Regions from separate parts of the Anas platyrhynchos genome. Here region 1 is linked to region 2. A link is a contact called in public Hi-C data. All regions are on one chromosome and are shown on one strand. The core of a region is the stretch at or near the end of the contact, and the rest is flanking DNA. Distances in the headings are between cores, read along the strand shown. Region 1 has its middle 44 kb from the start of PSMG1. Region 2 overlaps LOC113842328 (a long non-coding RNA gene).

The links. A called contact is a pair of places that touch in the nucleus more often than the background predicts.
Region 1: a Hi-C map of liver shows a contact between it and region 2, with 7 times the contacts expected there. The contact joins two enhancer-like sites. A contact is called at or near these places in 4 of 8 Hi-C or Micro-C datasets (F1 follicle, liver, skeletal muscle and 1 more).

Annotation. Positions count from the first base shown.
Region 1 is chr1:113,388,542-113,395,594 of IASCAAS_PekinDuck_T2T, reverse strand. No RefSeq gene overlaps it. Among named protein-coding and RNA genes, the nearest start is that of PSMG1, 44 kb to the left of the region's middle. Within about 2 kb of position 5,239, at least 1 of the 8 cell types and tissues checked has an H3K27ac peak or open chromatin away from gene starts, as enhancers often do.
Region 2 is chr1:113,251,878-113,258,825 of IASCAAS_PekinDuck_T2T, reverse strand. The region is part of intron 1 of LOC113842328 (a long non-coding RNA gene); the gene reads left to right. Among named protein-coding and RNA genes, the nearest start is that of ERG, 36 kb to the right of the region's middle. Within about 2 kb of position 3,150, at least 2 of the 8 cell types and tissues checked have an H3K27ac peak or open chromatin away from gene starts, as enhancers often do.

The sequences.
Region 1 (7,053 bases), core at 3,990-6,489, 130 kb before region 2:
AAAGTTCTGCCAGGGTAACCACCCTGGCCAAACCCCTGGCTGCAGGCAGTACACGCTGGCAAAAATGCTTTGCCAATATGTAGTGCAGGCATGGTGAACAATATGAGATGTACAAGAGCAAACCTTTTCTGTGCTTGAAGGGCTGATTCTATATTAAGGCTTTTGCTGTCATAAAAATGTTGGAACAACAACAACAAAGTCACAGCGGCTATAACTGACCACACTTATTAAACAAAAGTTTCATGTGACCATTTAGCTTAAAAAAAAAACACAACAAACATGTCTCACAGCATCAGCTTCAGTTTTGGGGATCTGTATATGAAGGAGTCATGGCAGGTGAACTGTGAGTCAGTGTTTTAATGCTCGGGTGTTTGAGGTGAGAAATGTTGAAAAGCGGAAAGGTTGAAACAGTGTTGGTAGCACCAACTTTTTAGTCAAATGAAATAAATTTCCAGCACTGTAAGTCTTTAGGAGTGATTAATAGAAGTATTACCTCCTAGGTTTTTTTTTTTTTTTTTTTTTTTTTTTTTTTTTTTTTAGGTGCTCATTCCTTTTGCACTTCACTGTATCTTGTACTGAACCAGATGCATGAGGAGGCCTCTCAGCTAGGCTGGTGTTCTTGGGGCATAACTTCTTCTGAAACCATTCTTCTCATCAGCTTTCCTCCTTGTCAACAGCTTCCTTGAATAGTTGTTTATGTTACTGCTACTGAAGAAGGAGAAAGGTTTTCTACCTGAGAAGCAGCTTTAAGCAGATTTTAGGTGCTGCTCTAAGCAGTTCTGTTTGACTGATGGTGGCAGAGACAGCAAGAAACTCCCAACCGGGTCAAAGAAGTGATGCCAGCCTCAGATAGGTCATCTGAGGTTAACAAAAAGAATTCCAGGATTACTACAGAATGAAACTGAAACTATTTTAAAATAGAAGTCAAAGTGACAATATTTCAAAGGGGACCTCAGTTCCATTGAAGTCCTGTTAACTTCTGCTAGGTTTTGACCGAGCTTTTTCTGCAGACCATAGCACTCAGCAGACAGCTCTGAGGACCTCTTATCAGCAAGACGAAAGGTAGTGAACATTTGTTTCAGGGAAGGAAAAAGTCCAGCTAGAAAACTGATAAAGCGAAATAATCTCATGGAAACAACACATCGGGATATCAAAAGCAATTATACCAACTTCTGTAATCATGACTGTAAGCCATTTGCTTTGGCTAATAAAAGCGAGAGCAGAGTTATCTCTTCAGATCTGTGTGTTAGGCCGGTGTCAGTGATAACACCCAGCTGGAGGAAGAACAAAATGATGGAGTTGAGATGCTGAAGAGAAACCCCAGCCCCAGCTGTCTGGGCCAGGAGTCACGGCAGGATTCGGCCTTCCCTGATGCCTGAGATGTGTCGGCACAAGCTGAACCCAAAGCCTGAGTGATGTTTTTCTTGTCAGCCTGTGTTAATGTCTTCTTCAGGACAAGTTCAATCATATTCTCAGGAACAGTTGTACAGAGAGAGCACTGAAAGCCTGAGGGAGATTTTGGTAGCAAGCTATCCTTGAACTGGGACTGTCCTTGTGGTACAGCACCAGGACTTTCTCAGGAGCTGACGAGTCTCAGAAGACCCTCACCTGCTTGCCCAGAGACCTGCCTAAATTCAGAGCTCCACTGCAGGTCTCACCAGCAGGTTTTGTGGTGATGAAGCTTGGTGCCACCTGCGGAGCAGATTGTGCAGCACCTCTAATTTAATCAGGCAAAGGCAGGAATCCGGCTAAGAAAAGAGAAATTTTTGTTTCCACTCAAATCCTTGGGGAAGCAGAGATGATGGATGGAAAAAAACGTCAGTGGGATGTTAAGAAAACACAGATTTCAAAGTTTGCCAGTGTGTGGCAGTGGTCCTTTAGTAACTGCAGTCACATGAAGCAAAACGCTGTTAAGTTTCACTCTTCCCTGTGGAGGCCAACTTGGAAGAGGAGCCAGACAGCCGCTCGCTGGGCATGCACAGGATTCAAAACACTCTTTGAGACACCAATTAAACACAAACACGTTTAAAAAAAAAAAAATCGCTGCAAGATCCACAGTAGCTTGACCTGAGGTGCGACAGAAATGAATTGCTAATAAAACCTGCCAAGGAGGAGCAGTTTAAAGGATGCTTTTAACACTTTTCACAATAAAATAGTTTTCACAAGCAGCTCATATATCTCCCAGCCTCCCTCGGATGTGTTGCTGCTGAGTGATTCTGGAGTCATTAATGGATTGCAAACTCCCCCCCACACTCTGTAACCAACTTCGGATAGTTAACAGCTCGGTACCTTTCCAGAAAGATAGCTTTCTTTGAAATATGCTTTGAAATGCACCACGCTTGAGTAATGGGCAGGGCTGAAAGCCACTGAGGGTTGGATATCTCGCTGCTGTTTGGACCTCTGGGAAACTCCCCTGGGAAATCTGCCTTGTTTGCAACTCCAGCGCTCAGCTGCGGGGCACTCCTTTGGCAGGGGCCTATAAAGCAGAGGTAAGCGTGAGGATGAGACCAAATCCAGTTAAGGGTGAAGTTTGAAGCTGTGGTCTTGATTATGTCTGTTCAGCTTCTCTCTCCACCTGGAGGCATCTGGAGCACACCATTCATGGCTGGAGGAACGGGCAGAGCCCTGCATGGGAGCCACCACAGCTGCTGCCTGTACACGGTCCAGAAATCTCTTTGCTGATGCAAAATCATCTTCTATGCTGTTTCCAGAGGTTATTGTGTGTAAAGCAGAGAGGCTGCTGAGGTCTGGGAGTGGGTCTCTGTGACCCATGACAGACTACATGACTGTCATAACCACTGGGGAAAGGAGGAAGGAGCAGAAGGAGTGGGATCAAATTATGCTTTTGCAAAAACAAAAGTGACTGGGAATTGAGGGTTTGCCATGGGAGTGAGATAGGGAAGTGGAGGAGAGGGATTGGAGCTTGGAGCAGAGAGGCTGGTTCTGTTTGGCACTTACCTGCTCTTCTAAGAGGTGCCAGTTTTGGACACAAGCTGGTGAATAGACCGCATACCCTCCTTTGGGAGAAGGGGAAGGGGAAAGCACTGAAGGAGGAGCAACAGAAGCAAAGCGAAAGAATTGCTGAATTCAGAGCCAGGTTCACACTCAGGCTGCTAATGTGCACGCAGAACAGTAGCTGGCTGCATGGGTGGTGTTCACAGGTACTTCTGGGTATGTGCAGAGCCCTTCATTTGGCCGGGACAAAGAGCTCCTCTGCTGAGTGCCAATGCAGTGACTGTGTTTGCAAATGGTTAGCCTGGAGTTTGCGTGGTGTGAGCCTCTAAGAGGCTCTGTGTGTGTTTAAAACGAGGCATTGACAGGTACCATGATCTGAATCACCTCTTTTTAGGGTGAAAATCCAGTGGGAAGCTTTTGTAAGAAAGAAATAAACCAAATGTTCATTCTGAAACCCTTTTCCCCCCTAAGCCATCCTGTTGGAAGGATGTTATGTACCTCTGCTGATGGCAGTGATTCTGTTATCTCCAGTATGGCCTTATTGTAGTGATAGCAGCTCAGCTGTGAGGAGGACAGTGCAGAGGGGGCAACAAGGAAAAGAAGCAGACTTATAAAATAGGGATGGCTGGCAGTGCAGAAAATGGAGCATGAAACCACAGCGCTTTAAAAAGCAAGTGGTGAAAAGGGCAGTCGTTTGAGGAAAAAATGTGTTTGTGTGTCTCTTGTTTTTGAGGAATGACGAGCTGATTCTCCTGCCTGCAGCAGCCAGAACTCCCTCGGTGTCTGTGACAAGCTTTGCTTTTATTGACTAGGTTTTTATTTATCCCTTGCAGATGGCCAAGCATGGAGCCTGATGTTGATCCTGGCAGCTGAAGGAACATCACAGCATCGCTGGAGACTTGCAGGTTTGCCGACCCAAATGTGAATGCCCCTGCAACACAAGGACGACGCCCCAAACCCACGTCAGCCCCCAGAGCTCATTGCTATGAGCTTTGGTGAGAGCTGTGCCCCATCAGGGGTGGCTGAGCATACTCACACGGGACTTGTCCAAACATAGATGGCGCAACAGTTTAACTAATCTTTACACTGTTAATTCTGAGGCTGTAGCTCTACAGCTCTCCTAAAACTAGATGTCTGCACAGGCACAGCTATGCTGATTTAGAAACAGCGATGAACAGCCGGGGTGTAAGGCTGCCTCTAAATCCGTGGCAGCTCCAACCAAAACAGCGTCCGACTGCCCCAAAACAGGCGGCTCTGCCTGGCTGTGAGCCCATTTGTCTGACCTGTGCCTGCAGACTCAGGGGTGAAATCTGTGTTTACGGTCCTGCCAGAGGCTGCCAGAGCCCTCAAAACCTTTCATTCCATACAGCAATTAAGGGATTTTACCTTCGTAATCACCCTCTGATAGGGAAAGCATGCATTCTTGTTTTACCAACTGTAAACAGATCGACAGGATTAATTAAGTGACTAGATTAAGGTCATGCAGGAAGCTGTGGTTGTGCTGGAAATTTCAGCGCAGGCCTCTCCAAACCCTTGCCTGGCTCCCCAGTCATCAGCCAACTGCCTGGCTGCAGGAACACGAGGCAAATTTGCATCTTGTAAAGTGCCCGGGCTGTTCCTGACAGTAGGGATTTGCATCGCTGGCTCAAGTTCCTGATTTCTATTATTAGGCCTATTATATATCTCTGCATGTTGTGTTTGCTGTAGTAAGAGATCATAAAAGATATAAAGAGATAGTATTGTATCCCCAGACGCTATTTAGATGTGATTGTGACAGCAGGGCTATGAAAACCAGGCTATTATTTTAATACATCTACCTTGCCAAGCTCTGAAAGCCAGAAAGGATATACAACTAGAACGGCTGTGGCACATCTGGAAACGCTTCTGTGCTGGGCAGGTGAGGAGCCCTGGCACAGGCTGCCCAGAGAGCTGTGGGGGCTCCTCCTTGGGGATCTCCAAAAGCCGCCTGGACATGGCCCTGGGCAGCCTGCGCTGGGTAGCCCTGCTTGGGCAGGGCTTGGAGCAGGTGACCTCCAGGGGTCCCTTCCCACCTCACACATCCCATGATGCTGTGATATGCGTGGAGTTTCACTCTAACCTTATTTATTTATTTATTTATTTATTTATTGGTGTGTGTGTGTGTGTAGATCCTGCTTTGATGGAGCGGCACCAGAGGCGTGCTTGCCTCACAAGGTTTATTCTGAGAGCGTCCCGCCTGAAGAAAGGCGAGCTCCCGCTTGTTGCATGGGCAGAAGGTGGAATCCTGGTGGGGTGGCGCATGCCTGGAAAACACGCGGTGCCTGCTGATAGCTCATGGTGCTGACGTTTAGCTGAAGGGCATTTGTTCCACAAGTCACACCCCTTCCCTTAAGAAATAAAGGACATTTCCTTTATAGTAACACTCAACTCTGAAAATTCCCCTCCGCGTTTTTTTTTTTTACTGAAAGTATCCAGGAAAATTTGCCAGGCTTATCTTTACAACTGACCCCTGTGGAAAGGACAAAATGGTCCTAGGTGTGGACACATCAGATAAGCAGCTTCTAGGCATCAAAAGCTCAGCATGACTACTGCTGATGGGCTGAGGGCTGGTGCTGAGCCCGCTGCCAAGCCAGCCAAGCAGTGCAGAAGTTCCCTGGTGGCCATGCAGATCGTCTGCTTGCATGGCAGGCTTCCCTTCTGCCCTGCCTCAGACCACGCGAGAGCAGCATGGGTAAAGCAGCAGGTTTGCTGTTTTACTGTTAGTAGCAGAATCTGGGAATGAATCTGGGAAGAAGGGGAAATGGCCATGAGATGAAGCTGTACAAAGAAAAGAACTAGGAAGACAACACGTGTGAAAGCAAGCTAACTGTAGGGACGGAGAACTGGGTAGCTAGTAGTAAAGTGAAAACCCACTCATACTTGTCCATATGGCTAAGGAAATTTGTTTAACTGTTCTTGCCTTCCATTTGCATATCCATTAGGTCAGCTGGGGCATGCTATCATGGCGGCTCAGAGAGCAATTAGCTCAAAGCTCCAGGTACAAGTACTTGCAGAAGCAAATGGAAAATCACACTGTTAATATTAGCACTGAATTTATTCACCTTGTCCTCCGGTCAGGAAATTGAAACAATGGCATGCAAATTTATGTGAGCAACACAGCTTAATTGCCAATAACAAATACTCCCAGTGAACTGTTTAAGAACAATTGATGGATGCTAACTGGAAGATTGCATCACTTCGATCATGAAAGTGTGCTTGGAAATAGATAGAGGCTTGGTTGTTCCAAAGAGAAAATAGCGGTATCGCTGGGTGAGCTGTCTGATACAAACACCCAAGCATCTTCAGTCAGCAGGAAGCGGGCTTAACGGGATGGGGAGGGATGGAGAACCAGAATCTGCAACACAGTCTGAAGGAAAGTGATTGATGGAGGAGGAAACAAGGGAATTAGGAAAACTGATAAGAACATGTCAAAGTTTTGGCTGTGCTCTTTGTAACTTCAGAAATGCCCAGAAATTGAATGGCTTGTTACTTTGCCAATATTAATGTTAGGTTAGACAGCCTGCCCCTTCCTCCCTGGTGGATGAACCTTTTATGATGCTTACTTACCCTTGTCTATCTCTGCTGCATCACTGCATCATTTTCTCTGCCTCCACAGATGATGGATAACTAAAGATAGTAGCTCTTTCTTACGCAGTTCCTTGACAGCTGGCAGTAAGTGACCTGTGTCTCTGCAGATGTACTTATGATTCAGTTGTTCTGTCGTTTGTGTTTCACTAATCCTAACTCTTTATCTCCCGGATGCATTTGCCTTTCAGGCTCTGCTGCCATCACCTGCGTGGTGATTGTGGCTGCTCAGGGTTTTCCCTTGTTCCCGTTATTTGCCATGACCTGAGCTCACAGGAACTTGCAGGGGTCTTGCACCTTTGTCGTTGCCCTCACTTTTTTCATGTCAGTGTATTTGCGTTGGATTTCTAAGGTCTTTTAAAAGCTTCTTGTTGTGATCTGCCTTGCAGCACTCTTTGCCAGCCCTGCTTTGGAGGCGGTGAAGAGCAGTGCCATTTTTGGGCTGGTTTTTGGATTGGTTCTGCACAAAACCTTCACAAACACCTGGTAAGTACA
Region 2 (6,948 bases), core at 1,901-4,400:
TTCAGTCACTTCTGTGTCACTGCTTTGCATTCACTTATTTTAGCTGTTTTTAGCTGAGGTTGCTTTCTTCATTAGTACAAAGATGATTTAGTTCTGTTGAAGCCTGGCAGTGATACTACTCAACTGCAGCATATATTTTTAATCTAGATTCAGTTTCTGTGCTTTATGGCACCAGAGAGAGTTGAGTTTTGTGTCTGAGGTGCCACTAGAAGATATGTATTATTTCCTGACTGTTGATGATTGTGGTGAATTATCCCAGTTCTGTTTTAGAGACATTGCCTAGAGAGTTTTTATCATTTATGTATAAAGTTACCAAACCCAAACCAAAACTATACAGGCAGCCTGATCAAGGGGAGACTATTGAAAAGTCTTTCTTGCTTCAGCTACAAGAAACATCCTGCTTGCAGGCTCTCAAACTAATGAGGGATTTCAACCACATGGATGTCTTTTGGGAAAGCAATACAGCAGCCAGTAAGCAATCCAGGAGACTCCTGGCATGTGTCAGTGATAACTTCTTGGTCCAGGTATAAGATAAGCCAACAAGAGGAGAAAAATTATTGGACCTGGTGCTCACCAATGCAGATGAACTTATTAAAAAGGTGAAGATTGGAGGCAGTCTGGACTGCAGAGACTATGCCCTGGTTGAGTTTGTGAAATACGTGCCTGGTAAAGAGCCAAGTCAGGACCCTGAACTTCCAAAGAGTGAACTTCTAGCTGTTTAAAGAATTACTAGGTGATATCTTCAGGAAAACTCTTGTTAGGGATGGAGGAACTGATCAGAGCTGGGAACTCTTTAAGGACATTTAGAGCTCAAAAGTTCTCCATTCCATTGTGTAAGAAATCAAGCAGGGAAGGCAACCAGAATGGTTGAGCGTGGACTTGCTGGTCAAACTGAAGAACAAGAAGGAAATGCATAGGCATTGAAAGCAGGGACACGTGGCCTGGGAAGAATACAGGGATGCTGTCCGGATGTGCAGGAATGGGACCAGGAATGCCATGCACAGGTGGAACTGAGCTTGGAGAGGGATACAAAGAATAACAAGGAGGGATTCTATAGGTACATTGCTCAGAAAAGGAAGGCCAAGGGGAGTGTGCCCCCTCTGATGGATGAGAAGGGAGAACTGGTAACAACAGACATGGAGAAGGCTAAGGTACTCATCAATTTCTTTGCTGCATTCTTCACTGTTGGTCAGGCTTCCCAAATCTTTTGTTTTAGAGACAACCTATAGGTGGAGCTTGGGGGAGAAAAGTCTCTCCCACTGTAAATGAAGAGCAGGCTTGAGACCACCTAATGAAACTGAACAGGTACAAGTCTATGGGGCCTGATGTAATGAATCCAAAGGTCCTGAAGAAACTGGCTGATGTAGTTGCCCAGCCTCTCTCCATCATATTTGAAAAGCCCTGGCAGCCAGCTGAAGTCCGTGATGACTGGAAAAAGGGAAACATCACTCCTATTTTAAAAAAGGGTAGAAAGCAGAACCCGGGGAACTACATGTTGGTGAGCCTCACCTCTGTGCCTGGGAATATCACGGAGAAGATCTGCCTGAAAACACTGTCAAGGTACATGCAGGACAAGGAGGTCCCATCCATCACCAGAGTCTTTGATACCCAGTAACCGAGGGACCCCATGAATTGTAGTGTTCCTGGCTCTGAGAAGAACAGGCCAGGAATCATGATGCTGCTAAAAACACTTTGAAACAAGGCTGAGTGAACATAACACTGCAGGCTGAGCAAACCAGCATTTTTTTGGAGAGTTTACATTACAGTGTTAATATGAAGATAAGAGTAAATTTGTTCCTAGTTAACTAAGAGTCCAGTTAAAACTGGACTCCAGACAGATGTGGTGAAATAAAACCTGAAGAAATCTGCATATTTCCTATATACAGGATCTTCATGGTCTTCTGAAATCCCCTGCTCACTTGATTTTGAGGCAGCTTTACGCTGGGAGTGTTCTACTGCACTGTATTGCAGTGAAGTGCTAGGGATTTGGAGGCTGTCTCTGGGCAGTTTTCGAGGCTTCACAGACTGTTTTACAAGTGGACCCATGTATCTTGTACAGTGCACCAGTTTTCTAGGAGAAATATGACACTCACATGCTGCCTGCAGCTCCAGGCAGGGTGGTTCTGCTGTCCTCCTGAGCTCTCCAGATCTTCTCCAGTGTTCATTGCTTGAAGAATGCTTCTCCCTGCCCAGCAGCCCATGAGTTGAAGAAGAATCATCACCAATTGGCAGAAAACAGAAATATATATATATATATATATATATATATATACACACACACACACACACACACACACATATTTCCTAGCTGCTCTGCTCTGAGCTCTACGTAGAAAAGGAGCTTGGCCAGACAAGAGTTTGCTATTCCACTTCATATCATAGTATCTGGATTAACCTGAACTATAAAAGTGCAGTAAAAGGAGGAAGATAATGACTGAATCTGGGAAAAGAAATAACTTTTCTTGGTTACTAAAAAGATCCAAAATTAGCACATGAAATAGGCCTGAAAGAATGATTTGGTTCCCTTCCTGGCAGTGCTCCCTTATGAAACAACCTCTCACAATCCTCTTGTGGAGAGAGTGACCTCACGTGGGCCCAATCCTGCTCCTGGTTGCAGCAGTTGCGGTCTTGCTGCTGACCAGCAGCAAGAACATGGTAAACCCCCAGGAAAGCATGCACGGATGACCAGGCAAAACTTGCAGAGCACAACATGCTTAAATTTTGCTACTGAATGATGTTCATTACAAAACTAGAATATTGCCTAGATTCCTGTGTGATTCTTCCATATGGGCTTCCTTTTTCATATGCCCACTGCTGAGGAAGATTAAAGATCTAGGAGGGAACTTAAGAAGCAGGAGAAATTATTCTGACATGAAGACAACTGTTTAGAGTCTGTGTTGAATCAAAGCTCTTCTGTGATGTATTTCTGCACAAAGATCTTGGTTTGAGTTTGAGCTGTCCATTAATTCATCACGACTTGCCCACAATGTCGTGAGTGAAGAACTCTTGAATGGTATGGCTCCAACAAGTAGAGTGGTACAATATCAGAGAGAAATGTAAACTATTTCCCTACTGGAAACCCCTATCTGGTAGCCTGATCAAGTCCCACTGAACCAATTTTTCCTAAGTTGAGCAAGGGTAAGCTGTTGAACAAGAGGAACGAAGTGGGAATGACTAACATTTCAGAGTGTGCAGAAGTGAGATCATTCTCCCCACGAGGATGTATTTTGTTATGTGTTTTCTCAATGGGAAAATAGAAGTAAAAGTTTTTTTTTTTTCAAGCAAATCAAGAAGCAAATTGTGATGACATTTCCTCATTTTCTGTTTCCTCAAAGAAAATCATAGTCAGTCTGATTATTCACTCTGAGACATGTCCTTAGTTTTCTTTGCATTCTAGGAAGAAAAATAAATAAGCAAATAAATAAATAAGATGTATAAAAATATATACATATACATTTACACTTATACATGTACACATATATATAGTTCATGTTTGTTGACCTGTACCCGCTGTCCCCTCACCTTGATTCAGAGCATTTTTGTTTCAATGAGGGAACTGATCACAGCAATAATTGGATCTTGTAAACCTAAGCCAGGGTAAATCCCCATTTTTTCACTAGTCCAGGAGTAAATATATATATATATATATACATATATATATAATATATTTTTGTAAAAAGCTATGTCATTTGGAAGTGATTTCAGCTTTACAGAGAAAATATGTTCTAATTTCAGAATGATTTTTTTTTTTCAGATCACTAAATGATATAAATATGATGCTTTAGTTGCTCCAGTCACTTTCCTTCTGTTGAACACTAGAGCTCTGTTTCATCTGCTTTTGCCTTTTATTTGACTCAGAGAGGAAAAAAAAATAAAGGCACAATAGGGCAGGCTGGTTTGCCGATCATAATAATGAACGATCCCTCCTAAGAGCAGGATTTAGTCCAGTGAGTATGCATAGTAATGTTGTCAGCTTTAAAGAATCTTCCTTCTGAGATGGCAGTGCTTGTTTTCTTCTGTAGCTGGGAAGGTTTATGTGCTATGTGTTTCACAGAAGATGCAAGTCCCAGAAGTTCTGGAGCAATATGCCTGACTGGAGGAAGTCCAGGAAGGACAGAACCAACATTTTTCACATTCATTAGGCTTTGGCAAACTGTTGCTTTCACCATGCTGTTTGTCATTTCGGAGAACTGGAATAAGAACCCACATATTGAGATTTTTCCTGTGTGAGTTATGTGTCTATAAAACATGGTTGATTTGGAATTATAGCTGATGGCCTCCCATAGTTCAGTTATATTTCTCATTTTATTTCATTATATTTCTCATTTGTGAATAATCATGAGTTTGATATGAACAAATCAATGCAAATTCTTGATATTAGCCAAATCTCTCAGCATTTGAAATGTCATGTGGTAAAACCTCATGTGTAACCCCAAACATGATGCTGCTACTAAACTTGAAAATATTATGGCAACAAAATTTTTGACTTTTCAATGTGAAAAAGATTTTTTTTTTAAACCATAATTTTTATGATTAAAGAGGAAACTAGAATCTTTTATTTATTTCTTAATCTGAATTCTTCTGCAGGTGAGAAAAAGATTTTTATCATAGCTTTGGATTTTACTACCTTCCTCCCTCTTCTTATTCTTAGGAGCTACTCCTAAAAGTGATATTTTCCTCAAGAATTACATTTATTTTTTTAAGGAAACTGGAGAAGGAGCAGAGAAGGCAGTTGAGAAGGCAGTTACAGCTGCTGCTGGAGACAAGGACCTGGTCCTCAAACACTTTTGCACACAATTAACTTGATGTATCTAAGTAGCCACATCAAATGCTCTCATAAAGTTTTTCATATGAACAAGTGTTTGCAGGCTCTGTATCTAAATCATTGTTTTGATTCTGAGTTCTCTCATGTTTTCCCATCTGTAAAGCAGTGACATTGCAGAGATCATTTGGTAAATCCTTTGAAATCAATTAATTTAGAGCAATAAATGTGAATATGTTTTCATTTTTTATTTTATTTATTGATGTCAGAGAAGGAATGCTGACCAAAAAATTGATGTTTTCCACTTCCCACAAGAAGAAAATAATTAAGTAGAAAAGTTGGGAGATTAACCCAGGAAAAGAAAAAATACTTCTTATTAAGGAATAATTACACAAAAATGATCATTGAATGAAAGAAAAGAAGACTCTGAAGAAGCAGTGTCAAATGCAATTAAAGCAGGAGGAAAGTGTTAAATAACTTCACTGTTAGCAGGGGAACTTGTTTAATGTGATGTCCAGATGGCTGCATGCTTCTTCTCTTCCCCTCCAATATGCTGAATGTTCATTGTACTTTTAGACACCTTTTCTGGTTGATTCTCCTGCCAGATTCTCAATTTTCCTCTTGTAAATCAGGAACAGTTCTGCTGATGCAAACGGATTCACACTTCTGTGAAGCAGTCAAGCCCTGTATATTTTGCTTTGACTTGGCCACACAAAAGTCAACAGGAAAAGTGCCACTGCCACCAAAGGAGCCAGGCTTTCATCCCATATTTTATGTCTTCTTTAAATTTCTGCTTTATACTCCATGGCAAACATGTAATCTGTATGTTTCACAAATTGCTGCTGATTATATATTTTATACCAGATTGCTATCCAGGACACTCCACCACTTAATCTGCTCAAGAAACAGTTTTGGGTTCAGTGCCCTGTATTTTATATGTTTGATATATTTTGATATCAATGACCTTACGTTAGTGGTGTGGTAAGACAGGTCATCTGGCAGCCCACTGGGATTCCTCTCCACTATTTGAGAACGGTTTGAAAATGTTGGAATGGTAAAAAAAAAAAAAAAAAGGGTTTTGTTTTCCTTTTGAAAGCATTTTTTAAAATGTCATGAGACACTATTACACTATTTCATTTTAGCATGCTGTTCATTAAACTAATGGTTTGGGCTCAATAACACAGCCAATTCATGTATGTTTAGCCATCTGTGAAGGTTTCTCATAAATTAAAAGATGCAATGCTGTAAAATGATACTGCAGTGGTTACACTCGTTTATTTTCCTCTTTTTTTTTTTTTTTCCCTACTTATAATGCACTTATGATAGTAAGTGCTTATAGTGCCACCGTCTGGTTGAGATGGCTACCGTCTTCACTTCCAGACCGACTGTCTTTAAATGAACATTTTGTTATTACTAAAACACAAGTCAGTCCTATGAGATTGCTAACACCCCTTTCTCTTGCATCTGAGTTATTGAGAGGAGTAATTTGAAGAGAGCAACTAAATTGACCGGCACTGTAGAGGTATGCATAACTGATCTATATGGGGTATGAATAACTTCATTTATGCACTTTGTAAACTATGAATATTAACCTATGTTAATATTTTAAAGGTAACATTTAAGATAGACTTCTCAATTTTTAAATTGTGCATGTGTTTTATATTTATTTAATATCAGATTATTCTGTATGTACTTATGCTTTCCAAAAATGTCTATTTTTCTCTTTGCTTTGCTGATTCAGTCAAGCTGCAAAGTCAGATTATATAGTACAGCTGATTTTTCCTTTCTGATTTTTGTTTTTCTACAACCTAATCCTTCAGTTGTAAATGCCACATTAGCAATCATAATAGGCTCCAGTATGCAAAATAAGCATATCATGGCTATGACACCCACCCTGCCTCCCTTCAGTCAACTACTTGCCAGACACAAAAGCCCTGGGACAAACAGAGCAGGTAGCCCTCACTGTAAGTAAATGTCCTAGGGGGCTGGGCTGTTTGTTAATTCCCCTGATTTCTTCTGTGTGTTTGCTGTGCCATGGGTAGTGCAGCTGTGTGTATGTATTTGCAATTGACAAAAACACTGTTTTTGCTACTGTGCTGCCCAGTGTTTCAGACAGCTTTGTTCCAGTGTGCTGGCCTCAGGTTTCAGTCTCAGGGCTGCACTTCAGGACTCTTCCCTGGCTGACC